2 separate regions of the Urocitellus parryii genome follow, and region 2 is linked to region 1. A link is a contact called in public Hi-C data. All regions are on one chromosome and are shown on one strand. The core of a region is the stretch at or near the end of the contact, and the rest is flanking DNA. Distances in the headings are between cores, read along the strand shown. Region 1 holds the start of Ercc5 (ERCC excision repair 5, endonuclease). Region 2 holds the start of Tpp2 (tripeptidyl peptidase 2).

What was found. A called contact is a pair of places that touch in the nucleus more often than the background predicts.
Region 2: a Hi-C map of muscle shows a contact between it and region 1, with 5 times the contacts expected there. The contact joins the promoter of Tpp2 here to the promoter of Ercc5 in region 1. A contact is called at or near these places in 2 of 2 Hi-C or Micro-C datasets (liver and muscle).

The regions. Positions count from the first base shown.
Region 1 is chr2:8,750,996-8,754,797 of mUroPar1.hap1, reverse strand. Ercc5 (ERCC excision repair 5, endonuclease) reads left to right here and starts at 1,917. Exons shown (of 15, transcript XM_026400476.2): 1 at 1,917-2,704. The coding sequence starts at 2,617.
Region 2 is chr2:8,963,608-8,967,409 of mUroPar1.hap1, reverse strand. It overlaps Tpp2 (tripeptidyl peptidase 2), which reads left to right and starts at 1,851. Exons shown (of 30, transcript XM_026399499.2): 1 at 1,851-2,101. The coding sequence starts at 1,937.

The DNA.
Region 1 (3,802 bases), core at 668-3,167:
GGAACTGAGGAGGTCATGAGTGAAGAAACCTGTCTAGCACAACAGAGTGTCTTGGTATGCTACAGCTACCATAGAAAAATACCACAGATTGTGTGGTTTAAAAAATAGAAACTTGTTTTCTCACACTTGTGGAGTCCAGAAGTCCAAGACAAGTTCTTGGCAGGTTTGGTGTCTTCTCAAGCCTTTCTTCAACTTGTAGACCACCACCTTACTGTGTTCATTGGCTTTTCGTGTGTGTGTGTGTGTGTGTGTGTAGGGCATCCCTCTAGAGCATCAAATTTGATAAGGGGTTAACATAAAGGCTTCATTCACCTCTTATTTTTCAATGATGCTGGTAATCAAACTTAGGGCCTTGTACTTGCTAAGCAAGTGCTCTACCACTGAGTGATCCACCAAGTCCCTAATACCCTCATTTTAACAATTACCCTTTAAAGATCTGATCTTGAAATAGAGCCAAATTTTGATGTACTGGAGGTTAGGGCTTCAACATATGTATTTTGTAGGACAATTCAGCCCATATCACAGTTTTTACATGGCTTACATGAGATCTGAACTAACATTTGCCTGACCTCTAGGAAATATTTTTCTACAGGGTGCAAGGATGGAGAGTTTTAGACCAGGGACTTGAGAGATCATTTAGGCAGCATTTATGAATGCCTACTATGAGTAGAAGTGGGGGGTGAAAGTCAGCATGCTAGTTCTTGGTTTCATTAAGTTAATAGTCTTCTGTGGTTTGGGGGCAAAAATTAAATATGTAATTATACTACTCTCAGTTAAAAAAAAAAAAACTCTGAACAATTTCTGGGTACTACTTTACCCACGGAGGAAATGTGAAAAGCACTTTGTAAGCTTATTCCTGATGGAAAATTGTAAGTCAACATAACATGGCTACTATGAACTAAGTTTGATCACAAATGGTTTTGCTAAAAACTGGTTTCTGATATTTTTAAGAAGTTACCTGCTCTTTTAAACCAACTTTTTTCACTGGATTAGAATCTCAATACATCACTTAAATTTGAACAAATGCGAACGATAATACTCTCACTTGATAGCTAGTGCTAAAAGCATTGCACACATCACCTTTTATCTTCTCCAAGTCTGCAAGGCTGCTTCTGTTACACTGTTTACTGATGATGAATCCTTGCTTCCCCAGTGCTGAAGTATAACACCAGAGAAGCACGCCAAGGCAAGTTTAGAGTGTAAAGTAAAAGCTATATATATATATAATATATATATATATATTTAGTTTTAGGTGGATACAATATTTTTATGTGGTGCTGAGAATCGAACCCAGTGCCTCATGCATGCTAGGCGAATGCACTACCACTTGAGCCACATTCCCCAGCCCCATAAAAGCTTTATTAAAGGACAGCAGAAAAGACTTCTCCCGCAGGAAGAAGGGAACCTAAGAGGTGGAATCTGTGGAAGGGTGATGTCTTCCCCTTTTGATAGCTAAGGTCTTCTTTCAGCTTTCCCAGGCAGGAGACAGGAGGGCTGAAGGAGTACTATGGGTAGGAAGGACTTTTGGATTAGCATCTCCGTGTTTGTTGGGAGCTGCTTCATTAACATTTCCTTGGGATGGGCTCTGGGCCTTGGGGACATTTTCAATACCCCTTTTCCTGGACTCTATTCTCAATATGGCCTTCATTCTCCATATTGACCAAACTACACTAACTACCTATCTGTAAATCTAGCTTCACTTTTATGCTCTGTGTACATCTTTAGATAAAAATTCTTAACAAATACAATCTCAGCAACTTATTAATGAGGTACAGTCATGATTTGAATGTTGGCATGAGGGCTGGAGAGCCAGACTTTCTTGGAGCTACTCCGCCAATTCATTTCTTGCCATTTCTGGCCACAAACAGTGGAATTCTAAGTTTAAGACGCTGGGTGAAGCTTTGAACTCTACTTCTCTCTAGTTACTACACGCTATTGTACAAATCCTGCCCCAAAACACCACAACCACATGGATTCTGCACAACTGGAGGCTCACTGGGGGAGAAACGGGTGCTGAAAAATCACATAAAGTCGCCACCCGCAAAAACAGTTTTGTGGCCACACTTGAAGACCATGGCACCCAAGAGAGCACCTAGACCCAAACACTGGGGCGGAAACGCTCCCTCGCTTCCGGAGTGCAGTGGACGCAGTAAATTGACGTCATGGACGAGGGCGGGACTTCCGCCCCACGCATTCTGTGAGAAGGAAGCTGAGAAGGCACCATTTCTTGTGAAATTACAGACCCACCCAAGCACAGCTAGCAGAATCCGAGTTATGCCTTCTGTCGTTTGTCACGTCGTCTCTGGTCGCCTACCCCGGTCTTCCATCGGAATGCAAACATTTGGGATAAAGCCCTGACAAGTCAAGGCCCTGCTCTACGCCAACGCGAACCGTTCCCCGACCGCTCTCTTCCGGGAGGAGGTGTCAGCCGCCAGGAAGTGTTCTGGCGTGGGTTCCCCTTCCTGGTGCGCTCTCAGGCCAGTTCCCCGGGAAACGTGGGCTTTCGAATGGTTTTCCGCTCCTGAGTGGCAGCTGGCTCCCTGGGTTCCGGGAGGTGGCGTCACCTGACTTGTAGAAGAGCTGGAGTAACAGGCCGACCCCGGACGCGCCTGCCCCATGGGAGTCCAGGGGCTCTGGAAGCTGCTGGAGTGCTCGGGGCGGCAGGTCAGCCCCGAGGCCCTGGAGGGGAAAGTCCTCGCTGTGGGTATCCTTCGCTCTCGGTGGCTCTGCTGCCAAGTGCAGGTGAACTTGGCGAAGTTTCTGCAGATCTAAAGTGGTGTCGTGGGTGGGAGGTCGGCATGGCGCATCCCACCCCTTCGCGTCTTCTCCTCTTCGGAGTCTAGTTCCGTTCGCGTTACTGAAGGAGGAGGCGTGTGCGACCAGGTGGTCTGACCCTTTTGTTTTGAATCGGCGGCTCCTTAAGTCAGGGTGTTTGGAAGCAGGAGTCCCTGTTACAACATTGGAAGAGTTTTCGCAAGTGCGCAGTGAACGCTTTCCCTCCCACTCCCCGTGACAGTGGCTTGTGTGCATATTTGGCTGATGTCGTGTCTTTGGAATTTTTGATTTTTTTTTTCATTATGAAAACGTGATGCTGGTTTTACGATTTGGACCCTTGTGTTCGCTCAGTAGTGTGGCCTTGATCCCGTACCTGTTCCCTCCCCGGAGCCGCGGAGACCTTAGACCAGTGTCCTCCTGGAGGACCAGGAAGAAGCCCTTGTATGAAGAGGAACGCTGATGACTTTAAGAACATAATGAGATAATCACCTCGTTTTCCCTAGTGGATAATATTTAAATACATCCGCATTGAAGGCTCAGCTTAAAAGCTTTTGTTCAGGGACCCTTGAGTTGGGGAGAAGGAAGTTTTTTTGTTTTAAAGCAGCCGCGCTCTGCTGCCCCCCAGTGGTTTCTCGGTGTAAGTGCATTCTGAAGATGGCCTACGAGTGGATGAAAAGATGGTTTTCGCTGTCAGGCACCCTTAAAACGTCAGCAAAGATTTAGGTCATTTTATAGTTAAATCCTTTTAAAAGATTAAGATTTTCTAGAACTACTGATATGAAACACCAAGGTCACATTTCTAATTTTGTAGGACATCAAAGGAAGGAAAGGTAAACCATGTAATTTAGATTATATGTTTGCAGATGGCTCAAAGAGGCCCATTTGGAATATGAAGTCATTTTTATTTTAGGCTCTTTTGAAGAACTAATCATTTAGCTAAAGAGGACTGTCAGCCTAGTTACAATGATAACCTCATATACAGTACTTGATAGCTTGTATAATTGATTTTTATTTATCTTCAGAATAA
Region 2 (3,802 bases), core at 602-3,101, 210 kb before region 1:
AAACACAATTGGAAATAAGAAGAACATTAACTTTTCTTCTTTTCCTCTCAATCAGAGAGAATATGCATCTCTCTTTGGAATGAATGAAGTTCAAGGAATGGCCAAAACCACTGCACAGCCATTAGAATAATTTTTGAGAATTCATGGAAAGTCTCCTGAATTCTGGGCTTCCGAAACTGGCATACGAAGGAATTCTCTTTACCAGGCATTCTTATCCTAGAGTCCATGCACAGAATCTGAAGGGCTCAAAACTTGTGTAAGGGGGCTGGGGCTTGGGTTGTAGTTCAGTGGTAGAGGACTTGCCTAGCACTTGCGAGGCACTGGGCTCCATCCTCAGCACCCAAAATAAATAAATAAAACCAAGGTATTGTGTCCATCTACAACTAAAAAAAACCTGCGTAGGGAAAAAAAACCCTTCATTTTCACCAAACTCATAATTGTTTCCTTTAATTATGAGTGTAGACAATAACCATAACAATAGTAGCAGTAACTGTCACTCAGTCACCAGGAAAAATCAGTTCATCTGTGTGGTTGTTACAGATATCTCATTTATGCTCACTTCACTATTTTGAAATTATGGTAGTTTACCAGACTTACAACTAGTCCGTTATGTAATGCAAAAAGCACCACATATGTAATCATACCACAATGCAAAACTACTGGAACAATACGAAATTAATTTTAATAATTTTAACTCTATTTCAGCCCAACTTCTTTCCTTTGTCATTCGAGATTTCACTAAATAAAAACACTGCTCTGAGCCAGGCAGGTGACACAGGTCTATAATGCCAGCGACTGGGGAGGCTAAGGTAGCAGGATCACAATTTCAAGGGCAGCCTGGGCAACTAAATAAGACCCTGTCTCAAAAGGGAGGGAAGGGCTGGGAAGTAGCTCAGTGCACCCCTGGGTTCAGTTGGGAGGGGGGGGGTGGTGTCCTATCTGAGAAGATAAGTCTCAGTTGCCAATCGGCTTTTTGGCACACGGAAAGCTTCGATTACCCTGAAATGAACACAAACACACAGATCATTAAAGGACTACTACTGCAGCAGTAAATGATTACCACTACAGTGAGTCTGAATCTGAAAAACTGTAAATTATGGCGCGATAATTAAGAGAAGAACCTGAAGGAGCAATTAAGAACTTCAATTTGAAAAACCAAAAAACAAAACGTTTTCAGACGTCCCGGATGCCAACTGTAAGCAAGGAGGATAGGAGGGGCCCCTGTCAGTCTCCGGGTTCAGGCCACACAGCCCAAGAGCGGCCAGCAGCCCACTTCCTGTTGACTGAAACTACTGCCTATCCCCACCCTATTCGTCCCACCCCAACGCCCCACGAAAGCGGCACAAGACTGGGAAGACAAAACCTTGACCACTAAATCTAACACCTCTCTTTCAAAAAACGCGTGTTTGGGACTTGGCCGGTATCGCGGGCCCCGGCTGCTCGGGTGGCACTAGGCGGGGGCCCTGCAGTGACCGCACGGAAAGTTTTCTCCACAACCTCAAGTTCGGAAACCACCGTCGGCCGCGTAGCCGGGTTCCCGCTCCTCCTGCCACGCGGCCCTGCCTCTCCCGCCTTCTTGCGGAGCGTTTCGATCCAGAACCTTCTGCTTAAAGGGCGGCGCTCCTAAACGTGCCAGCGGCGGGACTCCACAAAGGCGAGTTCGAGAACCGAACCCTCCAGCAGTGCGCCCAGACTCCGCCCCCTCCGCTGCAGCCCGGGCAACACTCCTGCCCGGCTCCGGAGCGCGGCGCCGTTAGCTTACGTAGCAGCGCCTGATTGGCCGCCCCGCTCTGGCGGGCCGGGATTGGCTGGCGGTGGAAAGGCCCCGCTCCTCGCCCCCGCCGCTGCCCCGCGGCCGCCCGGGTGTCCTCGCGTTGCTCGTCCGCGCGCAGCCTGGCAGTTTGCCTCTTCCTCGTCTGTCCTCCAGCCTGCGTCCATGGCCACCGCCGCGACCGAGGAGCCCTTCCCGTTTCACGGTCTCCTGCCGAAGAAAGAGACCGGGGCCACCTCCTTCCTGTGCCGCTACCCGGAGTATGACGGGCGGGGGGTGCTCATCGCCGTCCTGGACACTGGGGTCGACCCCGGGGCCCCGGGCATGCAGGTGAGGCAGTCCCCGGGGGCCCGGTGCGAGGGCGAGAGACGCGGGCGGGACACAGCCTCCCAGGCCGGAGCCCTGCTCTACGGCCGAGCCCGGGCCGGGGTGGGCAGCGCCGGGAGCTGGGCGCCGGGAGGAGGCAGAGGGCAGAGCCGGGCGCGGGGGCACCGGTGTCCGCGCAGGGGACCGGCGGCGCCCAGGCACCGCGGGCGCGGGGTGGGCGAGGGCCCGGGGTGGGCCGAGTTCCCGGCCCAGACAAAAGCAGGCTGCCTGGCGCGGTTGGTCCTGGGAGCCCGGGTCCACGTCGTGGCCCGGGAAAGCCCCTTTTTGCTTGGGCACCGCCAGGCCGGCCACCTCCGGGTTCCTTCCCTTCTCGTCGCGGTCTCTGCGGACCCTCTTGTCTTGGACACCCGGCAGCTGATACTGTTAAACAAGAATTGTACGGTTTTTATTATTGGGGGCCAGGGGTGGGGAAAAGATAGGGCTATCAGAACTTCATTTTTATGGTGTGGTTTGGAAGATTTGGTTTTAGGAAGAATATCTTTAAACGCCAAAACTGGGTTTCCAGAAGATAACCGAGTCCACTTCCGGAATCATTTCCTCTAATAGTTATGCTTATTCAGTTTTTAAGCTGTCTGCAATGTGTTTGTTTAGGGTCATCTATTCTTGTGGCTTGGTCTTCCTTTTACATAAAGAGAAGCCAATTTCGTTTGGTTTGGGTGCACTTTCGAGGCACTTCTATTTTTAAAAACCTCAAAACATACGAGAACATACTTGATTACTGTTTTAAAATTATTTAGCTTTACCTTAGTCAAATATCTTTAGATCATAGAAAGATACTATAGATCATATACTTTATAGATCATATAAAGATACTGAAAGGTAATTTTAAAAGATGTCTCAGTTCTAAAAACCATCTGTCTTGAAACTTTGGCTTTTGTAAATTTAGCCTTTTACTGAAATCTACTAATAAACAGCATATAATCATTATTCAAGTCAAAGTCTTCCCTAATTAACCCTACTGTATGCTGATCACTTCCTTATTCTTCATCTGTAAATCTTAGCCCTCTTTCTACACTAAACAGTGATGTTTAATAATTCTTTTTCTCTCCCCCTTCCCTCCATGTTCCTCCCCTTTCAGATCTTTTATTTCTGATAATTGAGGTAGCATTTTGGAATTCAATAACTTGGAGCAAGGTGGGTGTGGGTAGCAGTCTGGCCACTCTCTGGAAATCTTGCTTCCTGGTGTTAATTCTGCATTGCTGCTCTGAATTGTAACACACCTTAATGTGGCAGCTTCTATAAATTAGAAGAGGAAGAGGTGATGCCTTTCCTCCAGGCAACTGTATTTGTGTAGTAGTTATTATGTTAATAATTCCTAAGACTTAAAACAGGAAAACTCTCGGTTCATTGAGGCTTTGTTACAGAGTAGTAGTGCTTCCCATTCTGTTGTGATATTTACTTTTTGTAGGGATATGTGGGAGGAAAACAGCTGGGTTAAGTGGTTCACTTTTTTTTTTTTTTTTTTGTCAGCATAAGAGGATGAGAAAAGTTTGGAGCAGTATTGCTGTGGATATTTCTTTGTAGAATTTCCAGATCTGCTTATTAAATTAGTTATACTCTGTAAAGTAAAAATAGTGTTCAGCCCATACTGTTGCTATGAAAATTGAAAAGATTAATTACATGTGACTTTTTAAAGCTCTCAAG